Linked DNA regions of Athene noctua: region 1 is linked to region 2. A link is a contact called in public Hi-C data. All regions are on one chromosome and are shown on one strand. Each heading gives the region's core, a stretch centred on a gene start, on an enhancer-like site or on the middle of the called end of the contact. The rest is flanking DNA. Distances are from core to core; before and after follow the strand shown.

Evidence for each region. Hi-C and Micro-C count contacts between places; a contact is called where the count stands out from the background.
Region 1: a contact with region 2 is called in a Hi-C map of heart, with 4 times the contacts expected there. The contact joins the promoter of CDC14A here to the promoter of RTCA in region 2. A contact is called at or near these places in 2 of 2 Hi-C or Micro-C datasets (heart and liver).

Annotation. Positions count from the first base shown.
Region 1 is chr5:21,992,969-21,998,188 of bAthNoc1.hap1.1, reverse strand. It overlaps CDC14A (cell division cycle 14A), which reads left to right and starts at 3,781. Exons shown (of 17, transcript XM_074906660.1): 1 at 3,781-4,221; 2 at 4,762-4,852. The coding sequence starts at 4,116. EXTL2 (exostosin like glycosyltransferase 2) reads left to right here. Exons shown (of 6, transcript XM_074906670.1): 6 at 1-2,896. It overlaps LOC141960723 (a long non-coding RNA gene), which reads right to left and starts at 3,619. Exons shown (of 3, transcript XR_012633685.1): 1 at 3,506-3,619.
Region 2 is chr5:21,847,347-21,852,528 of bAthNoc1.hap1.1, reverse strand. It overlaps RTCA (RNA 3'-terminal phosphate cyclase), which reads right to left and starts at 2,959. Exons shown (of 11, transcript XM_074906659.1): 1 at 2,735-2,959; 2 at 2,512-2,612; 3 at 1,435-1,578. The coding sequence starts at 2,779. It overlaps DBT (dihydrolipoamide branched chain transacylase E2), which reads left to right and starts at 3,635. Exons shown (of 11, transcript XM_074906657.1): 1 at 3,635-3,816. The coding sequence starts at 3,766.

The sequences.
Region 1 (5,220 bases), core at 2,532-5,031, 140 kb before region 2:
TTTTTTGTGGTATGGAGGAAATAACAAAAGATGGTGATTTTCCTGGATCACAGGAAGGAATCAAATCTGGCATCCAAAGTAGATATAGTTTCATCTGTATCAACTCTTAGTTGATTCTTAGTATCAGTTCAAAGGTATCTGTGGGTAATCAATAACAGCTAATACCTAGTACACAGATAGCATCTGCACAAATGGTGTATAATTTTTTGTAATTGTAGCTGAACAAAGTGGTTGAAAAATGTGACAAGTTCTTTAGAGCAGGGATGATTCTGGGTGTCTTTAGGTTTCTTTGGGGGAATGGAAGGAAGATTCTGTCAGTGTTAAAGGATTTGGTTTCTGTTCAGTGAAGTCTCCCTAGTACTTTTGCAAGATTTAAAGGGCAAAAATCCTGAAACAGCAATGTAAAGTCTGCTTAATTTTGTTTTAATAGTGAAAAGCAGCTTTTATTTATTGTGCAGTAGTGAAAAGTATTATATAAACAGGTCTACGATCTGTCCAGAAATGCAGCTTTCCTAGTGGTAATTTACTGCATTTCATTTACTTACTGGTCTTCTGTAATTTCTGTTCTGTGCAGTATCAACTAGAATTGTGAAGACTCACAGATGTTGTTTACCTTACTTTTGAAATGCGAAATGAACTGTCAACTCAGCCAAATCTTAGCATTGGGTTCTTTGTTGGGGAGAAGGAGTTGTTTTGGGTTGGTGGGTTTTTTTTATTCTTCTGTATCACTGAATGAATTAATAGAACAAAGCTTTTATTATACTGGTAAATTTAATTTGTACTGTTGTCAAATAAATTACATAAAACAGATCTGTGATATAATTATTTTCAATCTATTGATCAAATTTTCCAGTGTTAGATGTCTAAAGTAAGCTCACAGTTTGCATACATATAAGCAGCACAAAGATTTCCGTTTTTAAAAACCATGGTTTTGTTGGCACATACATTCACTTAATTTAGGTAAGGCCCACTCATAAGGAAACAAAGCCATCAAAAACAACAGCCTTAGGCAGTTAGGCTCAGATGGCAAAGAAAATTCAAAGTCTAAGACTTCAACTCTAGTCATAATTCATTGTGATTGGGAACCAAAAGGGGCTTGTTTATTTTTTGTTGACTGGTAACTTTTTATCACTTGATGGTTATAAAAGTGCCTTAAGGTTCTTTAATGAAATGTATTACTTTGTATTTTTAACAAAATTATATGCATGTGATGATCTTCTAAGAGATTACCTAGATGTCATTTGGACATATTTTGGAGTCTAAACAGATTCATCACCCTCTCTGTAGAAATTAATGTTTATGCAATACATGATTTTAAAAATGGTATCCAAAAGATATATTTGAAAAATCCTTGTGGGAAAAATCAGGATATGGTCTTAAAATGATGCAACAGGACTACAAGAAAATTGCTTCTTTACCTACAGGTAAAAAAATGCCACAAGATGTCACTGTAGCCTTGATACTTGATATCAAATGTTTAAAGTAGTAATTGAAATTGATTATAATAAAATTGTATGAGGTGAAAACATTGTTAAAGCTAGCATTGTACAAGGTGAAATTCATTAGATAATCATACTAAAAGCTATGAGACAATACTAGAACTGAAAAAAACCATGGAGGTTATTTTGTACATGTTCTTACAGGAAAGAAGAGAAAGATTAAGTATTTTCTATGCCTACAGAGGCTCTGGCTAATTGTCACAAATGAGAACTTGCATGCAACCAAAACAATATCTGTAATTTTGCAAAAAGGTATATAAGCTGTACACAAAACAACATTCAGTTGTTTCTAGTCATGTTTACCTCCTAGATTTTCCAGCCTAGCTAGATGGATTTACAAATAATGGGCTTTAACACAAACTATGTACCTAGGGATTCTAGGTACGGGATAGCTAGCCAGTTTCCTGCTCCATCTATGCTTCTGTTGCCCAAGAGACCTTAGATAAAGCTAATGTGAGTACGTTCACACAAACTCCCCTCTAGTAGCATGCAGCACAGACTGTAGCAAAAGTTTGAGCTAAAAAACAAGTTCTGGAGAAAATACGCTGGTATCTCTCTTCTTACACAGGATATGTTACACCTTAGAGAATTACTTGTAAATTAAAAAATGCAGTATGTTAAAGACAAGTGAAAGTCCTATAGAACAATATAGGAAACTATAAACATTGATTTCTATGAAAAGCAAGTACCCTCCAAGCACCTTTACTTAGTTTGCTGTTACAGAAGACTCAGTCTTGCAAGCATCTTGTATGGAATAGTATTTACTACTGAGAATGAGGTTTATTACCTAAGTTCACAAAACCAGGCCCAAAGAGGGTCATATTTAGGAATGTTAGTTCTGGAGCTATGAAAAAAATGAAAAAAGATTAATGTAAAAACATAGGTACAAATTATTAGAACCAATATCAAAAATAAATAAGCAACTACAATTGCACAGGAAAAGTATTTTCTGTAGTACTTCAACATATTTGTAAGGCTTTAAAGGTTATCCATTGCTTATGACACTAGATTAAAAATTGAAGAGTCAAGTGCTTCACACGTGTTTAGCCTCATCTGCAGACACACTAGAATTAATTACATGAACTGGTAGTTACAGTAGGTTATTTAGGAAAACATGGTAATAATAATGCAGCCTCAGGGCTGCATATTGCTTTGCATTATGTCTTTTTAAGGTGTTTCAAGGGTGGTTTTTTTTTTGTTTTGGGGAAGAATCTCAAGGTACCTCTCCTTTGCAACCTGTTGCTTGTTTAGTTGTAAAAACGAGATGGACCATCTGCTCTTTGGCACGTATTCTTTCTAAAGGGAAGGGTGGTAGAAGAAGAGCATTTCTAACACTTCGTTTCTTTGGTAGTAAGTTAATTGCAGACTGCAAGCTAACATGGACCACCAGGAAGTCAGTCTTTCACTTTTTTTTTTTTTTTTTTTTAAGCATCAAGCTACGAGTAATTTTGTGGGGTTTTACCACAGCCTTCGAAGCATACATGAAACTCCTCATGGCTGGATGACTTCTCGGGAAGAGCGAGAGCCCACACCTCAAACCAGTGCGTTAAGAGACTTCCTTGGGGCAGGGGTGCGCGTCGTCCTGTCCCATTCGCAAGCGGCTTCTCCGAGATCACGCTTCCCCTCAGTTCTCCCCAGCAGACGACGCTGCCCGGCAGATACAACTCCTCGGTGGGAGGGAGGAGGGACCGACCCAGCCGGTGAGAGAAACCCCGGGGGACGGGAAAGGAAGCTCCCGCGCAGCGGCTGGCGCCGAGGCTCCGCTGGGGAGAGCTGCGCTCTTTTCGCCAGGCACCGCGCGCGCATTGGCTGGAGACGTAAGAACGCAGCTTGTCATTGGTGAGTCGGTTTGTCTGTCAGGCTAAATGGCGGTGCCGACCCAGCCGGGCTGGGCCCTGCGAGTAAGTGTCCCAGCCAGGGGAGAGAGCCCCGCCCCGCCCCGCTCCCTCTCTCTCCTCTGGGGCGGCCGCCCGCCCCGCCCCGCCCCGCCCGCGCGGCGCGCTCACCTCCCTCCCGAGCGGGACCCGCGCTGCAGGGGCGCTCGCTCCGGCTCGGGTCTGCTTCCCGCCGCCGCAGGCCCTGCGAGCTGGACCTCGAAACCGCCTCTGTCTCCCCGGGGCCTTCTGCCACGGGCCGCCCTCGGGCGGGGGGGAGCAGGAAACGTCGGGGCGGGGGGGGGGCGGGGGAGCAAGGCGAGGGCGGCGGGCGGGGCTGTGCCGGGCGCAAAGCCGCTGCCCGGCGGGCGGGCGGGCGGGGAGGCGGAGGGCGGGGCCGCCGGGCCGGGGGCGCCGGACACTCGCACGCCTGGGCCGGGCGAAACAAAGGCTCGGTAACGCGGTTGCTAGAGCGCCGCCGGTCGCCTGGTAACCGCCCGCTGCCTCTGCTCCGGGGGCGTCTCCTGGCTGGGGGCGGGGTGGAGCTTGAAGTCCCTGCGGGCGCCCGCCCGCCCTCCCGCTCGCCGTGTCCCGGAGCTAGCTCTCCTCTCCGCTCCCGTTCCTATGCGGGCTGCGGCAGCGGCGCTCCCAGCGGCGTGGCCTCGGGCGGGCGGCCCTTCCGGGCAGCCGGTGCCTTACCAGCGAGCGCGCCCCGGCCCTGCCGGGGCTGCCCGGGAGCGCCATGAGTTCGGAGCCGCCCCGCGCCTCGCTGCTCCGCGCCCTGTTTAAGATGGAGCCGGCGGCAGCCGCCTCCGAAGTGCTGGGGGGAGCTTCGGAGTTCGTGAAAGGTGAGAAGGGGCCGGGGAGGACTCTCCGGCCCCTGGCCGCGGGGGGCCCGCTCGCCGGAGCCTCCCGCGGAAAGGAAACCCGCTGGCTTCGTCTTTCCCGGCCTCCCCGCCTCCCTCCCCCAGCCCCGCGGGCTGTGCTGCGTGCCCCCCTCGCCCTGCGGTTTTCGCGAGCTGCCTGCCCCCCGGCTGCTGCGGGGCGCGCCTCAGCGGTTCCTTCCTCCTCTCTTTTCCGGTAAGAAGCGGGGCCAGCACCTGTTGCTATGTGCTGCGGCGTGCTGGCTCAGGCACGGCCCCCGCCCGCCTGAAGTCTCTCCCGAGGGCTGCCTGGAGCGGGGCGGGGGGTCCCCGTGGGCAGGGCCCGCAGGCGGAGCGGGACTCGCGCTCCCGCCACCGCGCACGCAGGAGAAAAAGGGGCAGCGGTGCCGCTTCCGCTCCCGGGCGGCGGCGGGGCAGGACGGGCCCGCGGGGTGACAGCCGTGCCGCGGGTCGGCGGCGATCTGCTTTGTCCGTCCTACGCCGTTGCCCTCCTCTGTCTTTCAGATCGGTTGTACTTTGCTACTTTACGAAGTAAACCGAAGAGTACCGTAAATACCCACTACTTCTGTACCGATGAGGAACTGGTCTATGAAAAGTAAGTGTTGTGATCTGGTGTGTTTTGCGCTCTTAAAGTGATCACCGGAGATTCTTGCCAATACGCTTTAATGCTGTATGGAGTACATTTGCCCCGTTTAACTGCTTACACAAAACACGAGTATAAAGTTAGCCTAGATATATTTTTACATTAGCTCAAACTAGTTTAACAAGATTGTTATTTTAAAAACCCACAAAAACAGCTGCGTGACCAGTTAAATGGCTTAAAGTGTGATTGAGCTAGGAGAAGGGTATCTAGCTCTGTAAGATTTGTTTATAAGGTGGAGAAGATCTCTTAAGACGAATTACATCTTATTAAATGGTGTCTTAAATAGAAGACTTGTTCAGTATGAACAAACGATTGGTTTA
Region 2 (5,182 bases), core at 1,710-4,209:
ATAGAATTCCATAGAATCATTGCATATCAAAGGCAAATGACTTTCCAGAGCATTTATGCAAGTATTTGATTTTGAACATTATCTATAAAGTAACCTTATTAGTCTTAAAAAATACTAATTTAAAACTTCATGTCTTTAAGCAAGCTATAATATGAAGGTTTTTGTTTCACAGTAATTGCATCTATAACATTCCTGTTTGAAACAAAAGTAATGTAGCTTACTTAGTACAGTGATGGAACTGTGAAAACTCTAGGTTTCGCTATGATAAAAGCAGAAAAGGCTTAGGCAGCAATTTTAACATTTTAATACTTATTTAACAAAAAAAATATTTAGAAAAACTACAGAAGTACTTAGAAGCTGGTTAGCATCCCACACAAGAAAACTCAGGGGCATATAAAATCTGCTTTTAGATACAAGATTCCCCTATCATTGAATCTCTCCACATTTCATAGATAATAAAAAACTTGCAAAATAAAATTTCCAAAAGTAAGTTTGTTCAGCAAAACAGAACAGTTATCTCACAGGAGTCTCAAACATAATTTTGCATTGTGAAAACAGTACTGAACTGAAGAAAACATGGTTTTGTTTTCTTAAGTAACTTCCAAATGTTTGTGAACCTTACTGTCTCTCTTTTTTTTCTCTTTCTTGTGCTTAATTATTAATTCTGCTGCATTGTTGCTTACTCAAACCTTTCTGTGTTAAGTAAAAGGCATCAGCTTGGTTGTTTATACTATTGCAGCTCAGAAAAATATTTCTCTTAACTTAAAGGAAACTTTAACTTATGCCTAACCTGGCTAAGCTTCCAAACTGTTCATACCAGCCTTCCACAGCTAAACCCATTTACTCGGTTTTGCAACAGATTCCGAGAACAAAAGACCCAACACACAAATATAGGATAGAAGAAAGACAGGCAAAACCAACCATGGATAGAATATGCTTCCAGTTCCAAAAGACTAGTATCCCATATTGTACCACTACAAGGGCAAGTAAAATCTTAAAATTTACGTTATTATATGATGAGGATTATTTCAGATTTCAGGGATTTGAGATACTTTTCTAATTTGATGCATTTGACCTGATATGTAATGTACTAATGTAAGAAAATAACAGATAGTTTTAAATACATGGGCAGATACTTTTTGCTTAACATTAATGAAGTGTTCAACTTATATATAATTTATAATTTTAAAAATATTACACTTCCATGTACTTTATTCATATGTATTCTGCCTACACTAAAGGTTCTTTGGTCACATATATCCATCTCAGGCAGCACAGATTTTGGCACATTACCCATGTATTAATATTATTTTTTTCCCTGCTCTTCAGTGATAATTTTAAAGTTACTAAAACATCTTCTGTCGTAATTTCAAAGTTAACAAAAGCAGCTAAGAGCAGTTACTGGTCAGTCATTATCCGTGTACAAAGACATACCCTGCTGTTTTTGTATCTGCTACGTGGGTTCCGCCTTTGATCTTCCCAGGAGTGAAGGTTATTTCTGTTGAGCCAATTTCTCCACCTTCCAGCTTCCCCTCACATAGATCTCGAATGATCTCCAATCCAGACAGATGTTGAGGCCTTGGAATGACAATATGAAGTTAAAGATACATGCAAGTATACTACGTACTCAGATTAGATTAAATGAACTACTAAACACAAACTAATAAATACTACAATTGCAAATTTCAGATCAAACAAAGATCAGAAATTCGAGCTGGTTCCTACAGTACTTCTCCTGAGTTCACAGGAGCCAAAGGAGCAGCATTCAGACCATCCTGGAATGTGAAGGATTCTGGTCTGTTTTCCACTGGAATGGGTCCAGACAGACAGATGAGGTGCAGGAGCAGTCGCCTGTCCTAATGCAATAGATGCTTGGACAAAAATGCAGTGGGATAACGATGGCAATGGTGAACTGGAGCCAAGCCAGATACTGGTTGCCGGAGCCACAAGAGAGCTCACAGCTGAGCTACCTATCTGTCCTGCTGTGCTGGCGTTTCCATTTGTTTGAGTAATTTAAATAGGAAAGAGATGAACTGTTCTTAACACTGTACGCTCGCTCGGTGAACCACGTTTTGCTGAGGCATTATGTGACCTCAACCGTATTTCACGTTTCATAGCGTGCAGTCTGCTTTGAACCTTCGAAAGGATTCTGGAGACGCTCCCTAAATCCGCGGTGCCTGACAGGGGCCGCGCCCTCACCTGCGCCGAGAGGAAGCGGGCGGAGGGCTCCCAATGCTCCCGCTTCATCCCCGAGCTCTCCTCCGCCTCGGTCCCTCCAGGGAAGCGAGCACAGGCGGGGCTTTCTGACACAAAGGCCCTCTTAAAGCGATGGAAACACGGGGTTTGCTTTTGGAAGCATTCCAGACCAAAGCCAGCCGAGGCGTTCGCACGGCTGCGCCCCGGGCCCGGCAGGGCCTCACCCACGCCGCACCGCGCCCCCGCTGAGCGCGCCCGGACACCGCCGCGCCCCGGGACAGGCGAGCCGACGCGAAGCCGCGGCAAGGGCCGTACCTGAGGCCGGGCTGGCTCCTCCCGGCGCGGATCCTGCGCACCCGCAGCGGCAGGCCCAGCAGGCAGCTCAGGGCCGTGGACACTCGCAAGATCTGCCCGCCCTGCAACGCGAGAAACGGCGCTGGTCGGCCGCCACGGCACTTCCCGCCCAGCCGGCCGCTACCGGCCCGCCTGCCACCGCTGCCCGGGGCGAGGCGAGGCGAGGCCGCCCGCCGGTGCTCACCCCCTCCATGATCCCGCCGTCTATCTCCACCCTGTCCCCGTCCATGACCGGCGGCGAGCGGAGCCGTCTCTCGCAGAGGCCCCTGCCGCGCCGATGGGGTCCCGGCGGGTCCCTGCAGACGGAGAGCCCCCGGCGAAACAGCCCCCCGGGGCCGCGAACGCCTGCCGACGGGACGGCGCCCAAGATGCGCTCCGGGGTCGGCGGCGCCCCAGCCTGCCGGTGCCTGGACCGGGCGACAGCGCCGGAGCAGGCGCAGAGCGGAGCCACCTCCCCGCCCGCCCGCCCGCCGTGGGCTGGCAGGGGCGGCTCCGCTGCCTGAGGAGCAGCCGCCGGGTCCCAGTGCCCGGGCAGCCGCGTAGCGGGCGGGGAGAGCCTCCTTCCGCCCGCGTTAACGAGCGCATCCCGGCACAGGGCAGAGCAGCGGCGGCTCGGCGTCCCGGAGGAGGCAACGCATGGCCACGGGACCCGCTAGGCCGCGGCGGTGACAGACGCGGCACCCCGCAGGCTGGGGCGTCAACGCCGCGCCGCCCTATGCTGCCGCTGCCGGCCGGGGGAGAGCGGCCGGACTCCCGCCGCCACGGGTTACAAGCGACTGGTTCCTCCAGAAGCGAGATCGCTAAAAAAAGCACGGAGAGACGTACGCGTGTTGGCCTGGCAGCCGCACTCGGGACTTTATTACCGCCATACGGGGAAGGGCCGGGCCCTTCGCGCTGCTTCGGCCAAGAGCAGCCGCACTCCCTCCGCCACCGCCTTTGCTGCTGGAACCCCCGGGCGGCGCTCGGGACAGGCGACGCTCTCCCGTTACTTCCCGTGGGCGTGTGGCGGCTCCGAGGCGCCGCCTGCGCTCCCCGGGCGGTGGCCCCGGCTCGCCGCTACCTCCCCGCGCCGGCCCCGGCCCCGGCGCTGCCCTCCTGGCCCCGGCCCAGGGCTGCCGCCCGCTGCCTGGTTGGCTGCGGCCGGCGCGGCTGCCCGCGGTTGGCTGGTGAGTGGGAGGTGTGCGGGGCGTGGGCGCTGCCTCTTCCCGGAGTAAGATGGCGGCCGTGACCGCTCTGAGGAGCAGCTGCCGAGCGGCGGGGCGCCTGGTAAGGGGAGCCGGGGACCCCGCGGGGGGTGGCGCTCCCGGTTAGCCAGGGAGGGGGCGGACAACGCGCGGCCCCCTCGCCGCGGCGGCGGCATCCTGGAGCCCCGCGGCTTCCTTGCAGCCGGGAGCGAGCGCGCACCGCGGCAGACCCTCGGCGCGGGCAGGACACGCTCGCGCGCTTGCCGCCTCCCCTCAGCCCTGCCGGCCGCCGCCTCCCCCCGCGCCTGCGGGCGGGCCGTGCCCGACCTGCCCTCCCCGCCTCCGCTCAGCCCGCCCGGCCGCCTCAGCCGCGCCTCCGAGCGGGCAGCGCTGCCCCGCGCGGCGCGGGTGACCGTGTGTCCCGCAGCCGAGGGCGCCCGGCCCCGCACGCCCCGTGCTGCCGCCGTGCCGGCGGAGCCCGCCCGCTGCTCCCGGGGGCTCAGGATGGCTTCGCTCCCCAGGGGCCCCCAGTCAGACCTCCTCCGCCCCACGCTGCTGCCCCCGGAACGTCTTCCCCCTGTGCGTGTGCCTCCTGTCATAAGGCGCTGGCACCCTTCTCTTCTCTTGCTTCTCAGCCGCCTGGTTCACTGCATCGCCTCTACGTTCCGCTGCCATCCCCGCTCCTCCGCCCGTGCATCAGCCCCCTTTGCATACCGTGTCTGCACAGGGACGGTGTAGTTACGTAAACACAGAAAGGGGAAACGTGTTTCTTTGAATCCCAGGAACCTTGACATTTGTTAATTAAGTAGTTGAGATATCATACTTCAAAAAGTGAATCTAGTTGGTTGCCTTTTAGGACACCTGCAATCTTATAAACATATGCCACCATTAAGACTTTATGCTTTCTCCTGCCTTGTATCACAGTCTTCCCGCTGTAGTGAAGAGTGCTGGTTTCCAGTTCTGTGGCTGCTCTTTTGTGGAATGTCAGGGAAAAGAAACATCTTTTTGTAAGATAGTCCAAGTGAAAGCAAAATTAAGGATCAGTTCCAGTTTCTATTATTATTTTTGCTCTTAATAATAATCCATATTGTATTTTGAAAGCACAGTAGTGAGAGGCATTTTTTCAGTGATGCTTTTGTAATTATCTAACTTTGGGCTACATACAAGCAATTTTCTACTAATTAAGAATATTGAAAATAGCAGCTTATTTTTAGTTTTCTCTTTAACTAAACCATCTACTCTTAAACCCAGAGGGAGACTCTGATAAGATGAAAATGCTCATCTTATCTATGTGTATGCTGAACTAGGTACTAATTCTTCTTGTGACCATCTACTGTGAAACAGTGATAAGTTCCAAGAAGTAATATGGTTATTATAATATTAAATGGCTTTATTTTAATATTCTCAATGCCTTTGCAAACACTTTGGCTAGCAAGATGAAGGACAGT